Linked DNA regions of Mus musculus: regions 1, 2 and 4 are each linked to region 3. Evidence: chromatin contacts called from public Hi-C, HiChIP or PLAC-seq and capture Hi-C data. All regions are on one chromosome and are shown on one strand. The core of a region is the stretch at or near the end of the contact, and the rest is flanking DNA. Distances in the headings are between cores, read along the strand shown.

Region 1 (3,746 bases), core at 1,242-3,741, 490 kb after region 3:
CTCAAGAGCCTCTGCCTTCTGTTTCCTCCTCTGCTCCTCTACTCCACTGACACAGCACACAGACCTCGCCAGAAGCAGCCAAAGATCTTAAGACTTCCATCTCTGGAGCAGTGAGCTATATAAACTTCTTTTTATTGTAAATTAAACAGGTTTAGGTATTTTGTCATAGCAACAGAATCCCTCTTAAAGTTTCTGGATAGCAGGGCATGGTAGCACACACAAATCCCAGCACTTGGAAGACAGAAGTAGACAGATCTCTGTGAGTTCGAAGCCAGCCTGGGTCTTTATAGGGAGTTCCAGAATAGTCAGAGATGCATCCGAAAATCTGTCTTTTTTTTTAAAGGGCACAGGGAGAAGGAAGAAAAATCTTGGGAAGAGTGGCTCCCAAGGTAGAAAGGGGAACACAAAAAGAAGGGTCATAGGAGGATCAGCCAAAAGAGATTCCTTCTGGAGTCATCACAACATGGAATTACAAGTGTCCCCCAAATCTGCCACCTTGTGGGCAGAGCATCAGGGGGAACCTGGCCCAGCTTCCTCAATCTCTCGGCCCTCAGTGGACACCCTGATAGTTCCCTCTGTTAAAGGGGGGCACTCAATAGCCTTGTATCGGGGAATTGACCAGGTACTTCATTTTCCAAGTTAAGCTTCGAGGGTCTGAAAGTTTACAATGGAATTCTGAAATCAACTGCTCGTTATGTCGGGCCACATCTCTGAGAGAAGTTTTGCTCCACAGTGAATCGACAACAGATCTAAACAACACGTTAAACGACAGTCCCTGGAGGCCTACGACCCGTCTGTACCACCGCTGGCAAGTCATAGACGCTCGCTGTCCTCCTCTGAATCCTCATACAGAATGAAGGAACAATGCACTGTGGTCTCTTCTTCCCAGGGCATTAACCCCACATGAGCAGGGCTCACCTCCTAACCTCATCTAACCTTAAGAACTCCAAAGACCTTCGCACTGGAGGAGAGGGGCTTCAACTCGTGGATTGTGAAGGACCACAAGCCAGACTACCACAGGCCCCAGAGCTCTTTCCCTTGGAGAAACTCTGGGCTGAAAACTATGTCTGACCCAGAACCTGGAAATTTGCATAGACATTCCGCCATGTACACCCAGCAGCTCCTCAGACAACCTCAGCAGTGGCTGAGCCCCTGACTTGCTGATCTAATGAGAGCCAACGGACTCCCACGACACTCAGTGCTGAAACTGTTCCTGTGACCATCCATGAGCTCCCACCCTCCCTTCCTTTGCTGGAGACCACTGCTATGTAGCCCAGCCTGGCCATGGACTCTCCAATCCCCTGTTTCAGCATCCCACGTGCTGGGTCATAGGGTATGTACCACTGGGCCTGGCATCCTCGGGCCATCTCTTAGGACTCCTCAAGGGAGGCAACAAGAAGCCAATCAGCAGGAACAGCAGAGGCCGGGCTTCTCTGCCAGCCAGGGAGCTGAGGCTCCAGAATTCAGACCCTCCTGTGGGCAGGCTTGTCTCTGTCACCAGACCCCAGGACAGCTTTAAGCTCTTTGAGTATGCTCGGGAGATATTATAAAAATAAAAAGTGTTTCGACCGAACAACACAGCAAAGCAAGAGACAAGTGCCGTGCTGGTCAAGTGTAAACACCAGAGCTGCTCCTGCCTCCTCCTGCAGTGAGGCCCAGCGAGTAGGGAGTAGGAGATCTCGGAGGAGGGGAGGCGCCATCAACCCACACCCTGGCCAACCCCTCAGCAGTGTCTCTATCTTTCCTCTTTCCTCAGTTGGATCTTTCAGAGACCTAAGAGAACAGCACTTTATTTCAGGACAGGCTGGCTTTGTGTTCCAGCAAGAAGAGTTCTATGAACTAGGCAATGCCCAGATTAACCATCTGTAGTCCAAACAGCTGCACTCTCTGTCCCCAGCTGAACGCCTTGGGGCCTGGGCAGGGGACCTTCTAATTTTGAATAAATATCTTTGATGTAACGCATCAGTCACTCCTGCTTTGCTGATTTCGGTGTGACCCTTTAGAACACGACCCTGCACACACTCTCGCTCCTGGTAAGCCTCCCTTCCCCAAAGTTCTGACCCACTTCTGTAACCCCCAGGACCGATTACAGCCACAAAGCTGGCGAGTCCCCACACAGCCAGGATTGCACTTGGTTGACAGTGCTTTTGTTCTGTCCCCTGGCTCCTGACACCCTTGGCATTTCTTCATTTCATGTGTTATTCGTTATTCAGCCAGAAAAATGCCAGGAGCAAGATGGTGGCCTGCCTGAGCAGCTCTCTGCAGAGACTCTTAAGGCAGAGGCGAGGCCGGCCAGGAAAAGGCTGACGTCAGCTCTCTGAGAGCAGCTCCCTGCAAGGATAAGGCGGCCTTTGTTTTCAGCTCAACTGTGAAAATGAGAAAATGCCTCCAGCCTCACAAACAAGAAACCCACACAGCCCAGGTCAGGCCTGTGACCTTTACTTAAAGGTACCACACTTCATTAGCAGAGGCTGTCGACAGAACCCAGGAGGTGTGGCCACAACCACCCAGGCCACTGCTAAAAATCAGCTGTCTGTCCAGCACAGCGCAGGCTAGTTCCCCAGCTCTTACTAAAGTGTGAAAGGCACAGTTAACCGCAGGCAAGCCAGCTCCGAGCTCACACTGCTCTGTCAAGAAGCTTTTCTTTACAGACATAGGCTCTCTTCTAATTTCTGCTGGCAAGTCAATCACGTGTAAGCCAGAAAGAAGGAAAGAAGATCCCAGCTTAGCAGTAGCTTGATTTTTGAGTTTCTGCTCAGGGGAACTAAGATCTTGGCTGTAAAACAGTTCCTTAAACACCAGAATACCTCCAGGGATACTGGGATGACTGGTGAGCTCCGGGTTCAGGGAGAGACTCTGCCTCAAAAAAAAAAAAAAAAAAAAAAAAGTGTGTGTGTGTGTGTGTGTGTGTGTGTGCGCTGGTTTTATGTCAACTTGACACACCCTAGAGCCATCTGAGAAGAGGGAACCCTAATTAATTAAGAAAATGCCTCCAGATCACACTCTACACAAGCCTGTAGGACATGTTCTTCATTAGTGACTGATATGGGAGGGGCCAGCCATTGTGGGTGGGGCCATCATGAGCAGCTGTAACCCCCACCCCAAAGTACCAGCAATTACATTTTGATTGTCCTGAAACGTCAATCTGTCCAAAAGGTACAACAATAAAGTCTCGTGACAGAGCTAAGACTCAGGCATGTGCCATAGCTGCCACTGTGAGGCAGCTGCTGGGGGTGGAAGGTGGGAAAGCCTGCCGTGGCTATCACCAGCCAGAGGTGGACCCTCATAGAGTTACAGAGGTCCCATGCTGCTCCAGAGGTGGACCCTCACAGGGTTACAGAGGTCCCATGCTGCTCCAGAGGTGGACCCTCACAGGGTTACAGAGGTCCCATGCTACTCCAGAGGTGGACCCTCACAGGGTTACAGAGGTCCCACGCTGCTCCAGAGGTGGACCCTCACAGGGTTACAGAGGTCCCATGCTGCTGTCTTAAAAGGGGGAGAGCAGGAACATGGATGTCCCAGAACAAGAGGACACAAGGTCATGCCCATGATTCGGCACACGGCTGGTACCCAGCGCACTCAATGGCTGCTGTCACAGAGAAGCCCTCTCTAGCAGCGGCCTCACGCTAAGTGACAGGATGTCCACAACCTCTGCAGAACACCTCAGCCGACAAGCTGCCCTGGGAAGGCTCCCTGACTTCCAATCTCAGTTGAGCAAAGTTAAGGAAGCAACATGTGCCCAACTG
Region 2 (3,479 bases), core at 823-3,322, 320 kb after region 3:
CACAAAGGAGCTAAGAGCCCTTCTGCTTCCCTCTTGCAGGGGCTACGCCATCGCCAGCAGCAGTGATGACCGCATGAATGAGCCTCCCACCTCGCTGGGACTTGTGCCTCACCAGGTGAGTGATTTGGAGATGAGCTGTGGTCCTGCCCCATCCTCTCATAGAGGGGAAGGTTCGACAGCACACTCTTCCAGCAGCACACCCGCTGCAGTGGGGCCTCACGGAGAGCGTTGTTTTCTGGGGACACTGCTGGGAAGAGATGAACCCATGGCACTGCCTCACTTTGATGCATTGGAGCTGCTGACTAGACTCTGCCGTGCAGAAGAAAAAGAAGGGACAGGGCTTGGGACGGCCATGTGTGGTTCAGCCGGCTTCAGTCTCAGCCCTGCCATTTACAGCCTTCTTTGGCCCAGTCTCAGAACTACTCAGGGCCTTATCTTCCCATTTACAGATCACAGTGAGCTCCCTGGTAGGCATGGAGACCAGGCTCATAAATACCAGCCCAACAGCCCAGAGTATGGATAAGCTGACTAACCTTCAGTGCCCAGTGCCCTCCCTACCTGGGCAGAAAGCCTTTCTGGGCAAGCATGGGCAGATGGTTAGCCATGTCACCACTGCTTGCAGGGTCCATGCCTGAGGCTGGGAAGATGGAATAAGGCCCACAGGTCCTGGTCTCTCAGTCTGCTCACTGCCTTTTGGAGTAACAAGGGCTGCTTTAGTGTCACGTTTGGGGAGCTGTTCTCCACAGTCCTGTGCATTCCGCCCCATAGCTGGGAGGGGTCCCTTCACCGTAGTCCCTGCCCAACCAATGTATTTGTTTGGTGCTGGCATGAAACCCAGCATCATGCATACCAAGCATGTGCCCAGCCACTGAGTAGTCACCCAGCCCCTGTGCCTGGCGCTTTCCAGTGAGGACAGTTGAGTAGAAGGAAAGGCTAGCCCACCAACATGGAGAGAGCTGGTGAAGCTGTGATCCAAGCCCAGACTTGGCACCATGGCTGGTGTTCTTCTAGAGCTCCTGTGGCTGGAGAGCCCTGGTCACAGTGGCCCCTCAGCCTGCCTCTGTGCAGTCTCTTCCGTCTGTGCCACCTCCTGCCTTATACCTGCTGTCTCTTAACCTGTTTCTGTCAGCAAAGTAGGCTCTAGCAAGGGTCTGGGGTACCTCTGCCTTGGCGTTGGAAACCATAGAGCCCCAGAAAAGGTGGCTTCCCTCCGTAAACCCCAGGTGTGTCATTTGTATGACCTGAACATGTCAGTCGTTTCCCATACACACTCCCAGCAGCCCCTGGCAATGTGGTAACCACCCCTCCCCCACCACACACAAGGCTGCGGACCTTCAGGCTAGCTTGGGCTGCTCTCCTTCCCATCTCCTCCAGGTCATCCTGCCTTTCTTCCTGCCCTGTCCTTCCTTCTCCTCATCTCTCTTACAGACTTCATGCTGAGGAGGGCCTTAATTAAAATTCCCGACATGCCCCTGCACTGGTTTCTTCCTTTAAGTTAAATTGCAGCCTCTGTTGCTTTCTTAGTGCTGAGGCCAGGGGCCAAAACACCCTCCCTAGACAGGTGGCCGTGTCAGATGTGTGTGCCTATGTTTCCTAAGTGCTATGGCAACTCATCCCTCAATGGGAATTCATCCCCAACAAGCGAGCCTGGCAGTTGCCTGCCATTCACCAAGCTTTCCAGCTTTCTCGTCCTTTGCAGTTATCTGAAGGGTTATTTTGGTTGTTGGCCATCTCTTCATTTGGCCTTTTCAAAAGCTGAAGAATAATGCCACCGTATATGGTAAAGTGTGTGTGTGTGTGTGTGTGTGTGTGTGTGTGTGTGTGTGTGTGTGTGTGTGGCTTACTTATTTCAAGTTTTGAGCCTTTATTTTTAGCAACATTCTAAAACAGAAAGAAGAGAAAGAACTTTAGAATTAATCAGAAATGCTCAGTCCCCATTTAAACAAATGTTTTTTGTTTTTTGGTTTTTTTCTTTTTCTCAAGTAGAGGGGACCATTTATACGACTGTGCTCTGATTAGGGGACATCATCTCCTGGTGGCAGATTCAGCATCCTTCTCCCCTCCTCCCCTCCTCTGCCTCCCTCCCCCTCCTCTCCCTCTTCCAACCCCCTCCTTCTCCTCTTCTCTTCTCCCTCCTCCAGAGACAAATGGTTTCCTGTTGGAGGGGAGCTGGCTAAGTCCCTTTGTGTATTTTGCTTGTAAAGAATGACCTGTAAAGTTCTGGCTCATTTTCTCAGTGCCCCAAGGAGAGCGTTTATTAATCTCTCCCTGTGGAGTGTGGTGCCTGGAAAGCCCTCACCCCACCCCCAACACCAGTGTGAGTGGTGGAGAGCATTCCCTGACTTCTTTGCTGTCCTGTGAGTGGGTCCTGGGAGGCCACTGGCCTGCTCTGTCCCTCCATATGAGTGCCCAGGCAAATTGGCCTGTTCTGATATTGTCTAGGAACAGTGAGAACCTTGATTAGTCCCCAGCTGAATGTTAGAGCTGAAGAGATCTGGTGCTAGCCTTGAAAACCGTGGAAAACCACTAGCTTCGAGAGCAGGCTCTTTGGGCTGAAACTTTTTTTTCTTATATTTATTTATTTATTTATTTTTGGCCTCTGGCCCAACCCACGGGGATAGATACTGCAAGCAGGCAGCAAGTAAAGCTGCTTTGTGTATGAAGAGGGGGTTTCTTTCTCAAAAAATGTATTATGTTGATGTATGAATCACATACAGATAATGTCCCAAGTCACTAAATGAATGATCCAAGCACTCACAAAGTGAACACAACGCGCGCGCGCACAAATGTGTGTTTGTGTGCTTCTCCTGATGGCCCTTCCAACAGACGGGTGAGCTCTTCCCGACTCACGGAAGCTTTTGTCACACTTGGAACTTAGAGAAAACGGAGTCCTATAGTATGTGCCCTTCGGTTAGGGGACTTTGGCAGAAAACTTTTTCATTGTAGTTCTCAGCAATTAATTGATATCCCACCCACCTGGATCTTTTATTCAGACCATAATAACCAGACATGATGTCACAGCTTGTAGTCCCAGCAGTTAGAGGTGGGGACAGGTGAGTTGAGAGTTCAAGGTTCTCTGGGGCACATAGTAAGGCCCTGACTCAAATGTGAGAGTGGGATGGGGTGACTCAGTGGATAAAGCACTTGTTACACAAGCTCCAGGACCGCACTTCATGTTCCTAGTTCCCATGTAAGTGCAGGGTGAGCATGGCAGCCCGCCTGTGACCCCAGCATTGGCACTTGAGAGGAAGAGGCAGGAGACTCTTGGAGCATTTGGCCAGTTAGACCAGCCTCACCGAAGAGCCTTGGGTCCTGGTGAGAAGTCCTGCCTCTGTACATACTCAGAGTCTTACATGGTGTGTGTGTGTGTGTGTGTGTGTGTGTGTGCGTGCGTGCGTGCGTGCGTGCGTGCGTGCGTGCGTGCGTGCGTGCGTGCGTGTGTGTGTGTGTGTGTGTGTGTGTGTGTTTGGTGTGACCTC
Region 3 (3,684 bases), core at 664-3,163:
CCTCTCAGGGAAGAGCCTCCACTGGATGGAAGGACAGGAGGACAGGAGGACAAGAGGACTAGCCTTGTTTTTTCACTTGCTACCTACCTCTTGGTAGTTGGCTGACTTCAGCTAGACATGGCCCAGGTTACCCTATGCTCTGTCAGTCACAAAATGACAACAAAATAAACAAAACACAAAACCCAAAAAACAACAGAAGCTTCAAATAATGCCTGATACACTGTTTCTAAAATGCTGATTTTTCTAAAAATCCCATGGGTAGAACAAGACCATAATAGGCCTTAGGAAGTGAAACCTTCTCAAGCAGAATTCCAAGTTATCGGGCGCTGCTGACTTTCAGGAAGAAGAGAGATGATTTCCAAGGCTCTCTGCCATACGCCCCAACTCCTGTAAACTCCACAGCTGTGAAGAGGAAATATCTTGCCTTACAGTTTATAACAGGTGCGATCCTGGTCACTCCTTCAGTTCCAAACAGTGCATTAGTCCCACAAAGTGTAAATATGGAGGCCCTAGAGTAGCAACTGGAAGTAGAACGTGCTGTGGATTCCTGGGCTCCTTGGTCTCTGGAGGTACAGGTCAAAGAGGGTCAGGGTCTGGCAGGGTTGGCACCCAGGTCTGCCAGCTGACCTGAATTCAGCCACCTGTTGCCTGGGTTCCTAAGGGCATTTCAAATGAGTCTGGAGTCCCACCTTCCAGGCAGGCACAGACAGGCTCAAGGTCAAGGGCTATATCGAGGTGCTTACCAAGTAAGCCCTTTGTGTAAAAGACATCATTAACTTGTCCTCCGCCCCTCTGTGTTAAAAACTTTGGCCTTTGGACTTGGGCTGGGTAGGCTAGAAGTGCAGTTCTCGGTGAGGACATGGTAGAAGCTACAAAACCTGCCCATCATCTATAAATAGGGCTGATGACTGCTTCTTTTTTCTGGTGTAGTTTGAGATTTAAATCAGGGCTACGAGGAGGGGACTAAGACATCCATACAAGTCTGGAACTGAGCCACACAGGGCTGGGCCTGCATTCCCACAACTACATACCACTGCGGGAGGATGAGCCCCTTCTAGGGGGCACGGTGTCATAGCAAAGAGGAGCCACTTCCCTTCCTCAGTTGTTCTCCCTTCCCTGACTGTTGCCATCTGAAGCCACAATTGAATGTTAAAAGGGTTTTCCCTAGCAAAGAAGGAGAAACGCCCTCTCCTAGCTCAGAAAAACAAAACCCAAAAAACAAAAAAACAGTTCCTTAAGTTTCCCCAACACACACACACACACACACACACACACACACACACACACAAAAACACACTCTCGCCTTCTCCTCTTAGCCGGCACAGGTTCCTAAGTGTAATGGTACAGTGAGAGTTGAACAAGGTCGGGATAGCTCAGCGCAAGGCCCTGAGTTTCAGCATAGCACTTGCAGGATGAGGACAGGAGGGAAGGAGGGAAAGAGGGAGGGAGAGGGCGAGAGCGCATTCATTCTTCAGGATCTAGAGAAACAGTGGTTGTGCGGTTCTAAACCTCCCGAGTCTTGGTGATCCGGATCAATCAGTGTCACTAATTTAAAAAACAAAAAACCAAAACAAAACCCAAACAAAACAAAACAAAACAAAACAAAAACCCAACTAGTCCCTTGGTCCACCTGCGGTTGAATTTGCGAAGAATCCTGTCAGCTCCTCCTTATCTGAGGTCTGGTCTGTGGCTCTGCGTGTCCCCGGGTTAGCATGCGGTGGCAGTGTCGGAGGGCTGTCGCCAGGCTTCCGATCCATCCTTGGCTTCTTGCCAAGCTCAGGGCTCCGCCACAGATGCGGGGCGCGGCGGTAGAAGATGGGCGGGGGAGGGTGCCCTGGGGCTGCTGGTGGGCGGGCCTCTCAGCGGCTCCTCCCCCGAGGCCGCCTCCGCGTGCTCCCGCCACCCCCGCGGCCGCCTCCGCCACCGCACCGAGCAGTCTGGCCGCCGCCGCCAAACTTTCCCCGGAGCTGGCGCGGGTGAGTCGGAGCGCAGCGCGGGCAGGGGCGGGAACCCGGTGGCGGGCGGCGGGAGGAGGGCAAGGATGCGCGCACGCCCAGCTCTGAGTTCCGCGCCCCCGCAGGGCGGTGGGGACATCCCGCAGGTGGCCGCACGAGGTGGGCGCGCCGGATGCTCTAGCGGCCTGGGCAGGGTATCGGAGCTGTGGCTGCTATGCCCGTAAGCACAAACACCTGTGGCTTCCCGGAGCTGGGGCCGGGCTCACCGGTTAGAGTCCGCCTCCGATTTCTGGGCCAGGGGGCCTCCTCAACGGCTCCCCGAGATTCCTCAGGGTTTGGCTTTGATGCTAACCGTGGACGCAGACTCTGGGTTGAGGTGCGATCTCCGTGCCAAGCTCCGGACATCCACTATCTCAAATCCTTCTGAATCTCCGGGACCCAGGTACTACTAGTATACCCACTTTACAGAGGAGGAAACTGAGGCTTGGGGAGGGAAAGTTGTCTCTTAGAGAACAGCCTTGAGACTGAATTGGATGAATCCAAGCTTCTTAGCTAGGTGGAACCCAAACCAGGTGTCTGGGTATGAGAAGCGTCTGAGCCAGCGCTCCCTCCTTTCCTAGCCGGCTTTATCGTCGTTTCCTGGCCGAGCCAGAAGACTTGATACTGTGGCCAGGGTGTGTTCTGATGGCAGAGAAGATCCTTGAGGGCTGCCTTTTCCCAGAGAGCGTTAGGGGATACCAAATTCTGCAATTTACGCCGTGTTGCTCTGAAAGTTAGAGTCTTGAATCAGAGCACAACTGATCTTTACAGAAGCCACCTTTGAGGCGCTTGCTAGCCTGGGCGATGGAGACACAGGGTTGCTCCAGGCAGGGTGGCTCTCCTCCGACAGGGGGCTCCCACCTCCAGACGGAATGGAGCTGAGGGAACTGGAAGATCCCCAGGCTGACTGCTCTGAGAGCGCGTTCTGTTATTGGGGGGTGGGGGGTGGGGAGGAGGAAGGGCAGGACCCTGAACCAGGGGTGAAGTGTGTTACTGGAACAAAAAGGAGAGAGTAGGTGGAGATCCGACACTCTTGGGGGCCTGAAGGCCACCGGCAATCCTTGGAGACAGAGAAAGAGCCCCCCCCCCCATGGTTATGAGATGGTTATGGATTAACATAGTTTATACAGCAGCCATGCAAGGTACCGTTATTGAGCGATAGGTGGACACTCAGAGAGGTTCAATAGATTGCTTAGAGTTGCCCAGCTGGTCCGTGGTGGAGTGGATTGAGTACCAACCAATCTTGCCTGTATCTTAAATTATCAGTGAGACTCAAGAGGCGGATGGAACCTCAGGTCCTTCTGTGCTGTGGCTGGCAGCGGTGGAGACAAACAATAGAGGGATGCTAGGCAACAGGGTCCGCAGCATCCCTGCTTCTGCCTCCGATGGGGCTCTGGGTGGGTTGCTGTCATTGAGTAGCTTTCTAGGAATCCCTGCTCCGCCCATGTTGATACCCTGCTGTATCTCAGGACTTGCTGGACCTTCCATCAGGGCCACCTAGCTGCCCCCAGAACGTTGCTCCTGGTGGAAGACAGGGTTTGACTGATGCTGTTTTGAAATATGTCAAAGACCCGCAAAACCTGGGTATTCCCCATTTATGATTTCAGAGCCGTGCTGCCTGCCACGATCCTAGCACCCCTCCCCCAACACTGGGCAGTCGTGGCCTGCACGGGGTCCCCAGCCCTGAGCT
Region 4 (3,909 bases), core at 615-3,114, 270 kb before region 3:
GGGAAAAAGCAGATCAGAACAAGCAATCAGGACTGTGGGGGACAGGAGGTGGTGGCATAAAAATCACAAGAGTGGGAACTGCAGGGAGAGGGGAAGGTACACGAATCCACAGAGGGCTCAGGCAGGCTGTGGGTAGAGAAGCCCAAGAACCAGGATTTGCTGCCTAGTCCTCCAAGACTAATTCAACACTCCACTTACTTCTTTAAGAAATGTGAGCTTGGAAGAAGGGCATCTAGGTTGTGTCTAAGGGTCACAGGGCAGGGACCCAGGAGCCCTGGGACCAGAGGGACCCAGGCAACCCAAGGAGTCTGCTCCAGGGCTATGTAAGAAGCATGGACCTGCCCACACCCACCGTGACATCAGCCTCTCCTTCCTCCATCTGTCGGTCAGTCAGCTTTTCAGTGCGGCAGCACATAGCTCCGAGAAGCAGTGTACAGTGTGGATCTGGCACTGCCTCCTAGAGGCCCTGAGTTTGGACTCAGGCAGAAGTGTGTCATGGGACAGTGAAGGCTTACCTCAGGATGGCAGAAGAGACCAACCTGAGGATGGTGGGCTCCCATATTCCTGGCCAACCCATGCCCGCAATAACCTGAAGACCCTCCTTTAAGGCTCTGCCTCTTAAAGTTTCCTCCACCAGGGGCACCACAGGTAGGGCCAGCTGTCAACTCACAAGTGTCATCCGACCCAAAACAACTCCTTCTCTACCTATACCCCTGACTCTATCTCTATCCATACCCTTGACTTCAGCTCGGTCCTGGGCATGAAATCCAAGGCTCGACACATCATCAGCAAGGACTTTTTACTTAGCTATATCCTTGACCTTATTATCTACAAATACTTTCTAAGTACATGTTATATAGCATATTTCGCCAAGTTCTCTGCCATTATTGTAGGACATTGTATGCTGTTTGTACAACCGAGAGGAGGGACGTATTGAGCCAGACGTGGACATGCATGTCTGCATACTGCATGGTGCATGGTCATTGACTGTCTCTACTGTAGGAAGACTGTTTATCAGCATCTTGTCATTTATCCTTTCACCCAAACAAAACAATAAGCAAGCAGTACAAACCTAAGAAGGTGATATTGGAAGCATCTTTTGCAGAACAGCAAACTGAGAAACTGCAGTCTCAGGAGCCTGGCCAAAGTCACACAGCTCACGTAGGTGAAGCAGGATACTCAGCTTAGACTTGCCTGCTCCTGCCGCTGGATGTCCGTACTCAATGCCACACTGTTGAGACTCATATGTGTGTAGAGTGGGGCCACGAGGGGGAGGGGGGAATGAGACCTCCAGGGTAGAGGGTACTGGGCATGGGGTTGGGGCTACAGCTCAGCTACCATCACCAGGGAGCTTCAAAAGGACTTTGCATCTCATGCCCCGGCCGTATTCTCACCAGGCCCCTGCAACTGAACCCTACACACACAACTGTTCGCCCTTCAAAAGTTAGAGCTGCCCATCTACCTCTGAGTAGAGATGGGAAAACTGAGGCCCAAGCTTTGAAAGGTCACAGAGAGGGGATAGAAGTTCAGGTGCAGCACTCATAGCCCACTTGGGCCTGGATAACAACTCTGCTGTTACCTGCACTCAGAAGCCAGCGAGTCAGGCTGCAGGGCAAACCCTGTGCCCTGAGTTAGCCAGGTGGGCGCAAGGTCAAGGTATTAAGGGAGGCGCTGGGCGCACAAGGTCAAGTCACTGGACTTGCAGCGCCCCTACCATCCCGGGATTCAAGCGGGCAGGAGGTGGCCTGGGCATCGTGTCCCCGTCCCGTGCGGTCCGACCCGGGCGGCTCCCTCGGCTCCACCCCCGGCTCCCCCGCCCGCCGCTCGAGCCTCTCAAAAGCCCGGGCGCCCGGGGCGGCGGCGCAGAGCCGGGGCCGGCGCACGAGGCGGCAGGGCGGCCATGACTGCGGAGCAAGCGCTGCCCCTGGGCAACGGGAAAGCGGCCGAGGAGGCGCGGGGGTCCGAGACGCTGGGCGGCGGCGGCGGGGGCGCGGCGGGGACGCGCGAGGCGCGCGACAAGGCTGTCCACGAGCGCGGCCACTGGAACAACAAGGTGGAGTTCGTGTTGAGCGTAGCTGGAGAGATCATCGGACTGGGCAACGTGTGGCGCTTTCCCTACCTGTGCTACAAAAACGGCGGAGGTGAGCGCGGCGGGGATGGCGGGGACGCGGGGCGACACCTGGGGTGGGGTGACACCTCTCGTGCATGGCCCCGATCCCCCCTCCCAGTCCCCAGGAGCTGTGGGACTGCACGGGGCCCACCTGTTTCTCTGCGCCTGCGTGCACAGAGCCCGCTTCGCACCTGAGCGCACCACCATCTGCCACCTGCCACCGGGCCCAGAGCAGCGTCTGTCACCTGCGTGAGGGACAGACCTGGCCCAGGAGCTCTGCTTTCAGGCCACTCTCACTGGTATTTTAGGCAGAAACCTGTTATTTAGCCTCGGATGTTCCCTGTCCTCACAGGAAGAGACTGATCTGAGCAATCTTTTAGAGAGGTCGCCGAAGTGCCAGGAATAGGGGCCCAGCGTTAGCCATGTCTTGTAAATTTTTAAATCGTCTCACAGTCAGTCACCTTGGAAGGGAATGCTGTTATGGATCTCAACGACGATGGTACTAAGCATCTAAGAAACTCTCTGTTTTACTACTGCTGAGAGTGAGATTCAGACTCTAAAAGCTTTCTGTGCAGGATCAGGCTGACCCCCGGGGGAGAACTTTTGGACGGCCATTTGCCACTTGCTCCCCTCTGTAGTAGGCCCTTTCTAGGGAAAGTATTTTAGGCCTCTCTGGAGGAAAAACTGGCACCAAGCAGTTTCTTTTACTGGGCTCAGACTCACCCACAACAACTGCAACCACGCTGATGTGTGTGAGACGGGGAAGACCAGCATCCCTTCCAACGACAGCATCACAGAGTGCCATTAGGAAGAAATGAAGCTGTGGTCCCCATCTCAGAGTGGTACCCAACACCCCCACATCCCCCTCAAACTTCCACACCCTTCCTATCACAGTAGGATGGCAGAGTGGCGAGGGGTCCCATTAAAGCCTGTGGTGGCACAGTTCCTCTCAGAAAAGACCTGTGTTGGCGTTTTTTCTCCTCCCTGTCCTACCCCTAATCTTCAAGAAAAAAATCTCAAACCCTAAAAAGGTGATAGAGAAGTTGGTTGGCAGGGACAGTGCAGGGCTTCCTGTACAAACAGCTAAGGGGCCTGCGAACCACACTGCCTGGCTCAGGCCCTTTCTTTGGGGACATTCACCCTGAAGGCACAGGCTGCTCCAGGCCTGTCCTGCACTGGTAATGAAGTGGCCAGTGGTGTCCGTGGCTTGGCAAGGGGAGACAGCTGGCTGCAGACTTGAAGACCCAAAATGCACCCTGTGCCCTCAGGCAGGCCCTGCCTCACTGTGCAGACGGAGCCTTCAGAAGCTACCATGTGTGCTTAGGAAAAGCTGTACCTTTAGGATAGTTTGGGGCAGAAACTATTTTAACATCTTTATTCATCTGGGAAATGTTAGGCCTAAATAAGACGCATTTGGCAAAAGTAGAAAATGGAGATAAATTGGGTAAATCAGAAGCCTTGTTACAAATTGTTTTTAAGGTTGTAGTGTGTAAAGTTGAAACGTGACTCATTGTTGGTTGTTTGCTCTTTGATTTGCCAAAAGCCTCCATCGATGCAGACACCCCCGGCATGGTCAAGTTAGTTATTTTAAGAATTACAGTACTAGCTTTGTGGGTACACCGGCCAGCTGGCATTCCCACCAGCGTCATCTGTTGGATTCTCGGAGGCTCAAAGGTGAATTACAAGCTCTTAAGGGAACCACTTCAGCTTTTTAATCAAATAGATTTGGAGTCAGGCCTCAGACGCCTTTTACTCTGTCATATAAGTTTCTGCCTTCAATCTAGCTGGGCTGTGGGTTC

Evidence for each region. A called contact is a pair of places that touch in the nucleus more often than the background predicts. HiChIP or PLAC-seq counts read pairs in DNA pulled down with a chosen protein or histone mark. Capture Hi-C pulls out chosen DNA fragments and counts their contacts.
Region 1: a contact with region 3 is called in an H3K27ac HiChIP or PLAC-seq map of epiblast stem cells, with 2.6 times the contacts expected there. The contact joins the enhancer-like site here to the promoter of Hrh1 in region 3. A contact is called at or near these places in 3 of 39 promoter capture datasets (the 3T3-L1 cell line, the SN4741 cell line and neural stem cells) and 3 of 115 datasets of contacts at active chromatin or transcription factors (embryonic forebrain, epiblast stem cells and pancreatic cancer cells).
Region 2: a Hi-C map of forebrain shows a contact between it and region 3, with 3 times the contacts expected there. The contact joins the enhancer-like site here to the promoter of Hrh1 in region 3. A contact is called at or near these places in 10 of 39 promoter capture datasets (the 3T3-L1 cell line, the HPC-7 cell line, cranial neural crest and 6 more), 1 of 15 datasets of contacts at CTCF or cohesin (large pre-B cells), 9 of 484 Hi-C or Micro-C datasets (the HPC-7 cell line, cardiomyocytes, cerebellar granule neurons and 6 more), 3 of 115 datasets of contacts at active chromatin or transcription factors (embryonic forebrain, embryonic stem cells and pancreatic cancer cells) and 1 of 9 other capture datasets (embryonic stem cells).
Region 4: a capture Hi-C map of macrophages shows a contact between it and region 3, with 4 times the contacts expected there. The contact joins the promoter of Slc6a11 here to the promoter of Hrh1 in region 3. A contact is called at or near these places in 2 of 39 promoter capture datasets (cranial neural crest and embryonic stem cells), 1 of 115 datasets of contacts at active chromatin or transcription factors (stem cell-derived neural progenitor cells) and 3 of 9 other capture datasets (liver, macrophages and pancreatic islet).

Annotation. Positions count from the first base shown.
Region 1 is chr6:114,881,085-114,884,830 of GRCm38.p6, forward strand. The region is part of intron 2 of Vgll4 (vestigial like family member 4); the gene reads right to left. Among named protein-coding and RNA genes, the nearest start is that of Vgll4, 39 kb to the right of the region's middle. Within about 2 kb of position 2,492, at least 243 of the 459 cell types and tissues checked have an H3K27ac peak or open chromatin away from gene starts, as enhancers often do. A contact at or near this core is called in embryonic forebrain, epiblast stem cells and neural stem cells, where this site is marked.
Region 2 is chr6:114,713,254-114,716,732 of GRCm38.p6, forward strand. Atg7 (autophagy related 7) reads left to right here. Exons shown (of 19, transcript NM_028835.5): 16 at 40-115. Among named protein-coding and RNA genes, the nearest start is that of Gm52917, 20 kb to the right of the region's middle. Within about 2 kb of position 2,073, at least 42 of the 459 cell types and tissues checked have an H3K27ac peak or open chromatin away from gene starts, as enhancers often do. A contact at or near this core is called in embryonic forebrain and forebrain, where this site is marked.
Region 3 is chr6:114,396,023-114,399,706 of GRCm38.p6, forward strand. Hrh1 (histamine receptor H1) reads left to right here and starts at 1,914. Exons shown (of 2, transcript NM_001317125.1): 1 at 1,914-1,976. Gm38875 (a long non-coding RNA gene) reads right to left here and starts at 1,729. Exons shown (of 3, transcript XR_869365.2): 1 at 1,631-1,729.
Region 4 is chr6:114,129,377-114,133,285 of GRCm38.p6, forward strand. It overlaps Slc6a11 (solute carrier family 6 (neurotransmitter transporter, GABA), member 11), which reads left to right and starts at 1,865. Exons shown (of 14, transcript NM_172890.3): 1 at 1,865-2,141. The coding sequence starts at 1,901.